Regions from separate parts of the Sus scrofa genome. Here regions 1 and 2 are each linked to region 3. A link is a contact called in public Hi-C and promoter capture Hi-C data. All regions are on one chromosome and are shown on one strand. The core of a region is the stretch at or near the end of the contact, and the rest is flanking DNA. Distances in the headings are between cores, read along the strand shown. Region 1 holds the start of PARP16 (mono [ADP-ribose] polymerase PARP16). Region 2 has its middle 25 kb from the start of PARP16. Region 3 holds the start of HACD3 (very-long-chain (3R)-3-hydroxyacyl-CoA dehydratase 3).

Evidence for each region. Promoter capture Hi-C pulls out the DNA fragments that hold promoters and counts their contacts. A called contact is a pair of places that touch in the nucleus more often than the background predicts.
Region 1: a promoter capture Hi-C map of liver shows a contact between it and region 3, with 2.9 times the contacts expected there. The contact joins the promoter of PARP16 here to the promoter of HACD3 in region 3. A contact is called at or near these places in 1 of 5 promoter capture datasets (liver), 4 of 47 Hi-C or Micro-C datasets (liver, mesenteric adipose tissue, retroperitoneal adipose tissue and 1 more) and 2 of 2 datasets of contacts at active chromatin or transcription factors (alveolar macrophages and skeletal muscle).
Region 2: a contact with region 3 is called in a Hi-C map of liver, with 2.5 times the contacts expected there. The contact joins the enhancer-like site here to the promoter of HACD3 in region 3. A contact is called at or near these places in 2 of 5 promoter capture datasets (fetal skeletal muscle and liver), 15 of 47 Hi-C or Micro-C datasets (embryonic fibroblasts, epiblast stem cells, fetal heart ventricle and 8 more) and 2 of 2 datasets of contacts at active chromatin or transcription factors (alveolar macrophages and skeletal muscle).

What each region holds. Positions count from the first base shown.
Region 1 is chr1:163,318,132-163,321,923 of Sscrofa11.1, reverse strand. PARP16 (mono [ADP-ribose] polymerase PARP16) reads left to right here and starts at 1,877. Exons shown (of 4, transcript XM_021100127.1): 1 at 1,877-2,699. The coding sequence starts at 2,526.
Region 2 is chr1:163,343,036-163,346,572 of Sscrofa11.1, reverse strand. No RefSeq gene overlaps it. Among named protein-coding and RNA genes, the nearest start is that of PARP16, 25 kb to the right of the region's middle. Within about 2 kb of position 2,127, at least 16 of the 83 cell types and tissues checked have an H3K27ac peak or open chromatin away from gene starts, as enhancers often do. A contact at or near this core is called in alveolar macrophages, embryonic fibroblasts, liver and 1 more, where this site is marked.
Region 3 is chr1:163,523,198-163,527,151 of Sscrofa11.1, reverse strand. It overlaps HACD3 (very-long-chain (3R)-3-hydroxyacyl-CoA dehydratase 3), which reads right to left and starts at 1,280. Exons shown (of 11, transcript XM_003121729.4): 1 at 973-1,280. The coding sequence starts at 1,059.

The DNA of each region.
Region 1 (3,792 bases), core at 628-3,127, 210 kb after region 3:
ACCATGACAACTTTTGTCCATTTAACTACAGCCCAGGAGGCCGTATTTCAGATAGCTCTCAAATAGCCCCAAAGAGGAAAGGGGAATATCAAGATATATGTGAGGAAGGGGAAGGTGCGTGCAGCCGTGCACACATGTTACCAAGTTTGCTGCTGGTCTCATGAAAGTTACTACTAGTCACGAGGAGCAGACATCACCATGAAGGGTTTTAGTGTCTTTCTAGATATGAGGAGATGCAAGAAGTGGGCTCATAAAATCTCCTAAAATATCTGAAGACCTGCTCTTCCAGTTTTCCCAGAGCTCAGAGTGCCTCACTCCTGGTCTCCACCCTGAGCTCCACCAGGGGTGTGTGTGTGTGTATTAGGACCCCAAAAAAGGCTCTTGGCAAGTTGTGTTTGAGAGGTCAGAGACTTGAGCAGTGCAGAGAATTCTAGAGGCTGAAAAGCAGAGGAAAGGTCATTTGGCTTTCAGGATCCCAGATTCACGCAGTTCAGCTGGGGGACCTTGGGAATTACAGCAGCACTCTTGAGAATCACTTGCCTTGAGTGTTAGATAGCTCCCTCTGTTGCCAAAACTCAGGCCTCAGTCCACTGGAGCTGAATAGAAACATGAGAAAGGAGAAAGAAATAGCTTTATTGGGAGTTCCCGTCGTGGCGCAGTGGTTAACGAATCCGACTAGGAGCCATGAAGTTGCGGGTTTGACCCCTGCCCTTGCTCAGTGGGTTAAGGATCCGGCTATTGCCATGAGCTGTGGTGTAGGTCGCAGACGTGGCTCAGATCCCGCGTTGCCGTGGCTCTGGCAGCTACAGCTCAGATTCGACCCCTAGCCTGGGAACCTCCATATGCTGCGGGAGCGGCCCAAGAAATGGCAAAAAGACAAAAAAAAAAAAAAAAGAAAGAAATAGCTTTATTGCTTTGCTGGGCAAAGGAGGCCACAGCAGGCTAATGCCCTAAAGGCTGTGCCCTCCTTTGGGGGAGAACAGGAAGTGGGCTTATAGTTTGGGAGTAGAAGGTAGGGCCACAGGTAAGGCTCAGGGTAGATGCAAGCTTGTATTCTTCAAATCTAGTGGCCCCAGGACTGGTGATCCTCCTCTCTAATTTTCATTTGTTGGGTGTTTTTGTTTTTTCTTTGGTCTTTTAGGGCCACACTAGCGGCATGTGGACGTTCCCAGGCTTAAATCACAGCTGCAGCAAACCATGTCTGTGGCCTACATCGCAGCTCACAGCAACACCAGATCCTTAACCCACTCACTGAGTGAGGCCGGGAATCAAACCTGTGTCCTCTTGGATACTGGTCGGGTTTGTGACCATTGGGCTACTGTGGGAACACCCTTATTGGGGGTTTTAGTTCTGCAAAAGAACTCAAAGATATTGTAATGGATATTCCTTCAAGAGAAACCTGGACACTGCCCCAAGGCTGCACTAGTTGACTGTTCTTACCTGTCTCTGCATCCCCTCACTTCCCTGATTAGCTACTGTTTGAACCTGCCCTTTAGAACTCAGGGAAAGTCATGGAAGCTGAAGCTTATTTATGGAAACCAAAAAATGGGGGACACAGAAAAGTTTGTGTGGAGGAGCCCACACGGCCCTGCTCAGTTTCTCTTGTACAGCGGTTTTTCAGAGAATCGATTCAAGTCCTAGGCAGTAGGTGGTAGCAATTCCCCAGAGAAGACCAGCAGGCTCAGCCTTGAGCTGAGACAAGGGCAAGGGAAAGAATGCCTGGCTTAGCTTTTACTCCAACCTTCCCTGAGGGTGTTCCCAAGCAGGCGAGGGCACCTCCGAGGGGGCGCACACCTCGCGCCTAGGGCTCTCCTGCGGAGGGACAGCAGACAAACTGCGCGGAGGAGGTGGCGGAGGCGGGCTCGGGAGGGGGCGGGCCCTCCCTGGGCTGGGCGGAGCTCGAGGGCGCCGGTGGCGCCAGGCAGAGGGGAGGGCCAGGCAGGTAGGCCTGGGCACGTGTTGGGGCGAGGGAGTCCCACGGGCAGGCGACACGCTGCGAGCCGCCGCGCACCGCTGGCAGAACGCAGGCAGCGCCGAGGTCAGCCTGGAGAGCGCCGGGACTTAGGCGGCGACCGTCGTAGGCGGGGCAGGAGGGTCAGCGCGGCGCCGGCCTCTCAGCCTGGCCCCGCACGGGGAGGGGGCTCGCGGTCCCCGCAGGGGCTGCTCCCCGCGCCACGTCCCTTCAGAAGGCAGGTGTCAGTACGTTATCGTCTCATCCCATGTCATAGCCCCTCCCCCAGGCCTGGGATTTCCCGGCTGCCCGGCCCCATTATCCCCAGGCCCAACCCCCGCGCCGACCCGCGGTCCCTGCCGGTTCTTCTTCTCAACTGGCCGGTCCGCCGCAGGAGACTCTGGTCAGGACGTTCTCACCCGCGTCACTTCATCCCTCTGCCTGGCTCACCCCAAGTCCGTGAACCCCGGGCCGGGTCCAGCCCATTGTCCACGGGCCCAGCTCCGCGCTGACCGCAGGCTCGGCCCTAGCCCCCACCCGGCGTGTCTCTCCCGGCAACGCGCGGCGACCCGAGATGCAACCCGCAGGCTGGGCGGCGGTCAGGGAGGCGGCGGGCCGCGACGTGCTGGCCGCTGACCTCCGCTGCAGCTTCTTCGCCTCGGCCCTGCAGAGCTACAAGCGCGACTCGGTTCTGCGGCCTTTCCCTGCGTCCTACGCCCGCCACGACTGCAAGGACTTTGAGGCCCTGGTAAGTGTGCTTTTTCCCGGCGCTGACCCGGGCGTCCCAGACCACGTTGCCCTTGGAATCCGTGTTAGTGAAGGTGCCAGCCCCAGACTTTCCTTGGGGAAAGGTTTCTAGGCGTTAAGAACACTTCTAAAGCACCAGGTGGCTGCTTCCTCTTGTTAATACAAGTGACTCCCCGGGTGAAGTGAGGAAATCAGCAATTGCATAGGCTTCCCCAAAATTTCCTAGTGTGGTCAGTAATGGGGAGTTGATTTGCGTCAGCTGATTCTGCTCAACCGGAAGTTAGTTATCCCTTTGCAAGTTATGAGACACCAGAAGTCACCAACGCCACCCAGACCTCCATCTTCAGATGAGGTAATATATGCGCAGTACTTTTGTAGATTATAACATGTACAGTATACATGTGAGCTGTTATTTCCTTGATGATTCACGAAGCACTCAATTTCTTGCAGAGTTCACCTCAGGGTCAGCATTCCAGGTATCAGTTATTTTTATAATCTAAATGTTTGGAATTATCGAGAAGAATATAACTTAACCAAATTGATTGATCAAAACCTACAATTATTAAAGACATTGAAGTAGTAGTCAAAGATTTTCCCTTAGAACTCCAGGACTACCTGGTTTCATTGGTGGGTTCTATCAGTCACTGAGGGAATAAGTAATCCAGTTTTATAGAAATTCTTCCAGAGTATTGAAAATTGGCTAGTGTAATCTTGAAATTTAATGAGATAATATCCTTTCCTGTATTATCCTTAAGAAGGATAATATCCTTAGAAAGGATAATACAGGAAAAGAGAACTGTTGGCCAATATGACTCAAGAGTATAAATATAGAAATCCTCTGTAAAATATTAGGATCCTGAAACCAGCAATATATAAAAAGAATAACTCCTTATTAATAAATTGAGTTTAATCACAGAAATGAAAAATTCGTTCAGCCTTAGAAAATCTCACTTTTTTTTTTTTTTTTTTTCCAGCCATGCCCACAGCATGTAGAATTTCTCAGGCCAGGGATCAATCCCATTGCCACAGTAGTGACTGAGCTGCTACAGTGAAAATGACAGATCCTTAATCTGCTGCACCACAAGGGAATTCCC
Region 2 (3,537 bases), core at 878-3,377, 180 kb after region 3:
ACCCCTAGGAGGCTCTGTAAGTCTGGAGGGCCAGATTCTACACCCAGATGCATCTGTTTTATTTTTTCATTTTTTGGCCACACCTGCAGCATGCAGAAGTTCCTGGGCCAGGGATCAAACCTGAGCCACAGCAGTGCCCCAGCCACAGCAATGACATTGCCGGATCCTTAACCTGCTAGGCCACCAGGGAACTCCTCCCAGATGTATCTTTTGAGAGGAACAAACTAGGACAGTGGTTTGCAAACTTGGTTCTCCAATTGTGGCTAGAGGCCTGGGGGGATCTCTCTGCCCTCCCCTCACCCAGAGCAACTCCACTGTTATCTGTCTTATATGCTGGACTTCACCTGAGATTTCATTTGAAAACAGGGTACTGCACCTAAAAGCCTCCACCCTGGCACTTCTGAAAGAGTCCTGCAGGAGTGGTTGGGGCTAAGGTCCATAAATAGTGATGGTGCTATGGATGCTGAGCTAAGAAAGAGAAGTCTGAGGCCACAATGGTGCCTGTCCTGGGTCTTGCAAGGTAGTAGTTGATTTGTCCTGATGTTCCCAGAGGAAAGAACTAAGCCCAAATATAGACATAACACCTCACCCTTCTCTACGCAGAACTTTACAAACACAGGAATTCTTCATCCATGTCGGCCATCTGAGGACCACTTGGGGAAGTGGTGGGTTTATCATCTGATGGAGCAGACTGGGGGTGGAAGAGCAGACCAGGTAACCTCTGGTGCCCCTGTCCCCTTCAAGAGTCCAAGAAGCTAGTATCCACGCCCCCAAGGGAGGGGTCCAGAAACCTTTAAAAACCACCTGATCGGACTCATGCAGATATATGCAAGTTGCACACAAATCACATGCAAATATAGGCAGAGCCTGTTCTAACAAGACCCTGAACTGGGCGAAGGTAAAAGGAGAAACAGAGTTCCATTGAGGAAGTTTGGCAGAAACTGGTATCAAAGCTGAGTGGCCTGGCTACAATCTGGGCCCTGGGATCTCAAATCATCCAGAGGCCTCAGGCTGAAGGCCTCCACCACATACACCCCCTGCCACCCACCCACACATACACACTTTGGGCAGAAATCAGTAGCAGCCAGGGCTTGCAATCTGCTCCAATTATCTGATGCTCCAATTATCTGCCCCACAACTTAGTGACTTCACCTAACATTTCTTTCGCTCACACATCTGCAGTTTGGGCAATGCGCAGTGGGAATGACTGTCTCTGTTCCACTGGGCATCAGCTAGAGCAGCTTGGAGCCAGGGGGCTGGAATCATCTGAAGACTCACTGGTCTCACATCTGGTGGCTGATGCTGGCCGTCGGCCCCAGCACCTACATGTGGCTTCTCCATGTGCCTGGGGGCTGGGCTCCAAGGACAGAGCCAGGCAGGGCCTGTGTCATAGTTTAGAATCTAGCCCTGGATGTTCCACAGTGTCACTACCACATTCTATTCATGAGAAGCAAATCACTAAGGCAGGCACATTCCAGGGAGGGGAGTTAGATTCCACTCGGATGGGAGCAGAGTAAGAAGCTTTGGGCATGTTTGACCACAGGACTCCTTTGTGGGGATGGGTGGCGAACAATAGGAAGGCCCACTGGAGAGGCCCTGGGGTGTGATGGGAGGGGCTGCAGGAAGACAGGGAGGGCTCCTGACTCCCAGCCAAGCCCTGCTTCTGGGTCTCATCCCTATGATTAGTGATGATCAGTCTGGAGGGCCAGTCCTGAAGTTACAGGGACCAGGGACCAGGCCCCTGTGAACACCTGGCAATGGTGAAAACTCCCTCTCCTAGGGCAGTGATGGATCAGGGGCCACAGGAAGCTGGTGCCAGCCTGAGAACCACATCCAACCAGGGACCATAGACCCCAGAGTAACAGAGCCAGAAGGAGCCACCCAACCCCTCATGAGTCAGATAAGGAAACCAAGAACCATGAGAAGCAGGAGTTGCTCAAGTTCACAGGGAAGTTGAAGGCAAAGCCAGGGCTTGAACCCAGGCCAGCCACACCCCGCCTGGAGCCCTTTGCCCTCAACCCGGCCAGGCCACAGTCAGTACTGGACTGAGCTCCAGAGCCCAGAGGGCATCTAGCCTGCGATCTCTGCTCCTGGGAGGGCTGTGACTGGAGGGTTTTGCTGCCATCCTGTGGAGATAGTGAGAATTACAGCTACAGGGAGGAGGGCCTGATGGCCACCCACCCCTAAGACTGGCTCAGCCCCATCCGGGAGACACAGACCCAGACTCTCAGTGAGCTGACAGTATAAGCTTGAATGAAAATAACTGCAATTTATCCAAGTGTTTGCTTGGAAGGGTACCAGCAAGTTGTAGAAACAAGAAAATGTGATCCACTGGGGGCCAGGGTTAAGGAAGACTGGGAAGAAGAGTAGAGAAGGGGGGAAAAGACATCTCAGGCTGAAGGCACAGGGTAAGCCAAGCGCATGGGAAAACCAGGGAGCAGCCAGGGGGCTATCATTTGCTGCATGGGGCCTGGCATTTAGTAGATACTTAATAAATGTGTGAATGAATTATTACTAGACTTCCAGAGCATATGCTTTTTCGTGATTGATGTGTCTGAGGAAAGGCTCATGTGGCTTACTAGGTGGAACAGGAACTAGTAAGAGGCCCAGATGGCTTGGTACTTCCTCAGGGAAGGGAAAGAGTCACTGTGGAGTCCTCGGTACCACAGTGATAATGATTCCTCTGTTATTACTTCTCGTGGTGTTGAATAGAACACCCTCACATCACCTCCTGAGTCTTCTCACAGCCTTGTAGTGAGCAGGGCTGGACTTACTGTCATCTTCCCATTTGCCAGATGAAGAAACTGAGGCCTAGAGAAGTGATGTGATAGAACTGGGAACTTGGGTCTTCTTGTTTCAAGCCCATGCAGGCTGTTGATTGTTACCTGTAGATTGAGGACCAAGAAGAGTAGGGGACCTTGGAGGGAGGAGTTGGTTGACTTGGCTGAAATGGAGGGCGTTTTGGCCACACCTATGGCATGTGGAAATTCCCATGCCAAAGACTGAACCTATTCCACAGCAGCAACCCAAGCCACAGCAGTGACGATTCCAGGTCCTTAACTACTGAGCCACCAGGAAACTCTGGAGATTTTCTTTTTGAATATTGAGGAGAGACCAAGGACTGTCAGACCCTGAAGAGGAGATGTGGAGAGTTTGGCCATGTCCTAAAATGCAGGTTGGGTCAGGAAACTGCCATAGCTCCCCACTGCCCCCAGAGCCATCCAATGCCTTTAGCCTGGCATTCAAGTCCCTCTCACAAGAGGCAGTGTAACCCAGTGGTTAAGGATCAGATTTACAATCCCCGCTCAGTCACTCTCTGGCTGTGTGACCCAGTGGACAACCTTTAACCTTTGGTGCCATGGTTTTCTCCTCTATAATCTATGAACAAGCAGAGCACGCACTTGATAGGTTGTGAGCAGTAAAACCGGTTATGTAAAGCATTCAGGACTGTGCTATTATTATTATTTTTTATTATTTTTTTGTCTTTTTGCCTTTTCTAGGGCTATTTCCCGCAGCACATGGAGGTTCCCAGGTTAG
Region 3 (3,954 bases), core at 31-2,530:
TCTTTCAATGAGAAAACAGGTTTATAATCCAGAAGCAAAAATTTAAATTCAACATATTCAAGACCACAAAGAGCACCTACAGCTGGCAAGACAATACGCCACATGGGCTGACAGATCCAAACATAAACCTCTACCTCAGAGGCAGAGAGAGTTAAGTGAAGGAGGCTACAGAGTGCCATAGATGTCAAAGAGAGTAGGAAGTAAGGATGACTGCAGAAAGAACATTCCCGATGGAAAATTCCAGTTCCCCTAAGACGAGAATCCTGCATAGTGTGGACAGAGACATGGGGGTACTCAGGTCCTGAAATCTCCACCGTGTAGTAGGCCTCAGTCTGTTCATATGCGGGCCAATGAGATCAAACATAAATGCCCCAACAAGATAATTTTGAAGTTCTCTATGCAACTCAGCAAACCTGAGCTCACAGCCCTGAGAAGGGGGCGGTGGGCGTGAGGTATCTTCTCTGAAGTCTTCTGGACTTCAAAATTAACAAGAATGACACCCACCACTGAATGGCTGGGAGGTGGGTGTGGCCCCTCTGATGCAGCTGAGGGGACTTAACTGGACCTCTCAGGCCAGCAGAGACGTCCAGCCAAGGCCCAGGAAGCCAGTGTCACACGGCACCCCCAACCCGACGAGCTCTTCGCGAACCCCGACGGCCAGGCCTCCAAGGGCCATGCTCAGGTTCCATCAGGCCGCAGACTGCGAACAAGGAGGCGGCCCGGGGCAGCCTCCGCGGCCCACACGGGCCTCACGCATCACCCGAGGCACCCGCAGCCTTCAGGGAGTCGCACCCACAGTCTGCCTAGATGAGGGCCAGTCTTTGCTCGGGCCTGGACGCCAAGAGCGCATCGCGTCGTGGATCGCATAGGCGCACTGCTGGCTCTCTGGCACGCACCCGGACAATGGGGACCAGTATCCCAGCTGGTCCCGGGAGCTACGACCCCGCGAACGTCAAGCCGCCCGGCCTTTACCTGCACGTCACTCAGCTCCACGCGCAGATACAGCTCTCGGTGCCGCTGAGCCCAGTAGACGTGAGGCGTGAGCACCTGATTCTCCATGACCACACTGCCCAGGGTGCGGGGAGACTCAGCTTGCTGAGCCTATTTCCCTCAAGTAGTGCGCGGCTGGAGCCTGCCGAACGCAGGCCGCAAACCCCAGGGCTCCGGAGTGCCTGCTGCCTCCAGATGACCCACGCTCTCGGGCCGCGCCTGCGCAGTGGCGAGCGCGGGGCGGGGGGAGCGGGGGCAGCTGCGCGGGCTCCGGGCCTCGGCTCGAGTCTGGTGGGGGCGGGGCGGGAGGGGGCGGGCCCAAGAACCCGGGAAGCTCCAGTTTGCTGAGGCGGCCTCCGGAGTTGGAATTGGCTAGTGCGTCGCGGTTCCGTCTCTTCTGGAGGAGGCTTAAAAATAAGCATAAGAGGGGATTCCCACTGTGGCACAGCGAAGTGAATCCGACTAGTGTGCCTGAGAGTGGGGATTCGATCCCCGGCCTTGCTCCGTGGGTTGAGAGTCCAGAGTTTCCATGAATTGTGCTGTAGGTTGCAGGCATGACTCGGATCCCATGTTGCTGTGGCTGTGGTGTAGGCCGGCGGCTGTAGCTCGGAATGGACCCCTAGTCTGGGAACTTCCACATGCCGCAAGTGCGGCCCTAAAAAGCAAAAAAAAAAAAAAAAAAGCATAAAAAAATAAACTCTGGGAGTTCCCGTCATGGCGCAGCGGTTAACGAATCCAACTAAGAACCACGAAGTTGCGGGTTCAGTCCCTGTCCTTGCTCCGTGGGTTAACGATCCAGCATTGCCGTGAGCTGTGGTGTAGGTTGCAGACACGGCTCGGATCCCACGTTGCTGTGGCTCTGGCGTAGGTCGGTGGCTACAGCTCCGATTCAACCCCTAGCCTGGGAACCTCCATATGCCGCGGGAGCGGCCCAAGAAATAGCAACAACAACAACAACAAAAGACAAAAAATAAATAAATAAATAAACTCTGGTAACTCACTAATTCAGCATTTACCTACTCTGTGCCTGAAGCTAAAATCCCGAGCTTCAGGAGTAAGACACAGTACCTGAGGTCTCTTAAAAGATACTAGTAATTGCAGACATAATAAGGATGACGATGGTTATAGGGGAATTGGTGTGGGAGAGGGTGGACGAGTGTTCTCTGAGGGGAGAGTAAGCCTAAGGGCCAGAAATTTCCATAGGGCTTTTCCATAGAACTTTATGCAATGATGGAAATATCCTTTTCTGTGCTGTCCATTACAGTAGCCACTAGCCACATGAGGCTTTTGAGTGCTTGAAATGTGGCTACACAGGTTGAGAAACTGAATTTTTAATTTCATTTACATCTAATTAAATAGTCACAAATTAGTGGCTGTCCTATGGGACAGGAGACTTGTCTCTTAAAATAAGAAACACTAATTTTTGTCTAATTTAAACTATCTCATCCATATCCACATCCATGCCAAGTCTGCTGCAGTGAAGAATCTAAGAGGAAGCAACATTTCTTTGAAAATCAGAAATCTGGGACAAAAATTAAAGTTTCAGTTCTGTTAGCCCCTATTTATTTAGTGAAATGCTGAGCACAGGGAACCAGGGATGAAATGATGCCAGCTCTCAGAAAACATTTAGCTCAGAGGTCAGGTTGTATAAGATATAGAGTGGTTTTTTTTTTGTTTGTTTCTGCTTTTCTTTCTAGGACCGCATCTGCAGCCTATGGAAGTTCCCTGTCTAGCAATCTAATTGGAGTTGCAGCTGCTGGCCTACACCATAGCCACAGCCACAGCAACATGGGATCCCAGCCATGTCTGCAACCTACACCACAGCTCATGGCAATGCCGGATCCTTAACCCACTGAGCAAGGCCAGGGATCAAACCTACATTCTAATGGATATTAGTCAGGTTACCACTGAGCCACAACAGGAACTTCTCCTAGAGTGTTTTAACGTGGGGAATGTGCTGAGCTTACAAAGAGGTGGGAAGGTGGGAACTGAGAGTTGTAGAAAAAATGGGCAGACATTTGAAAGCAATCCTTGAGAGGCAGTGAAATGCAAGGAGGAATTTGATAGAGAAAGGAGCAGCATTAGGGCAGTGGAAGCACAAGGCAGGAGTCCAAAGATGAAGAGATATGGAAAGTTCTTTATCCCAGGCATTAATGGCATGGAGGAGAGAGGTTGCCCTGGGTCTGGAAAGACAGGGAGTGAATTAGGAGAGTCTTTGTTTGCGTCAATGAAGTGTTTGTACTATATCCCACAGACATGTGAGAGTCAAGGAAGTTTGTTACAAGAGGTTAGCAAAATCAAATATGTGCTGGGCAAAACAAACTGTCAGTGAGGAGAAATTGGTAGTTAGGCAGACTATTTGGAGATGATGCAATCTGCCTGGTATGAGAATGAAAACAATAACTTTGATAACCTTGAATTTTAAAAATAGAATTTTTTGGAAATGATAAAAGTGTTTTTATTACATTGCTTTTACTACAATCAAATGCAATAGGGGGCACTTGAAAAAAAAACTGAGGTATAATTTATGTATAGGAAACAGGCAAATTTTAAGTGTTCAACATAAGTTGAATCTTTGCATACATTTATACAGGTATAATTAATTATCCAAATCAAGGTTTGGAACATTTCTAGCATCCTACAGTTTGTCAATATGTTTTTACTGCCCATTCCCTACACCCTGATAATTATTATCCTGACTTCTATCACCACAGCGTAGTTTTTGTCTATTCCTTTTGTTTGTTTGTTTGTTTGTTTGTTTCACCTATAGCAGGTGGAATTTCCTGGGCCAGGGATCAAACCCACACCACAGTGTGACTCAAGCCTCTGCAGTGAAAACACTAGATCCTTAACCCACTGAGCCAAAAGCAAACTCCTGTCTATTCTTGAATTTCTTGTAAATAGACCCTACAGTATGTACATTTAGTGTTCGGTTTCTTTCATTCAACATAATGTATTTGAGAT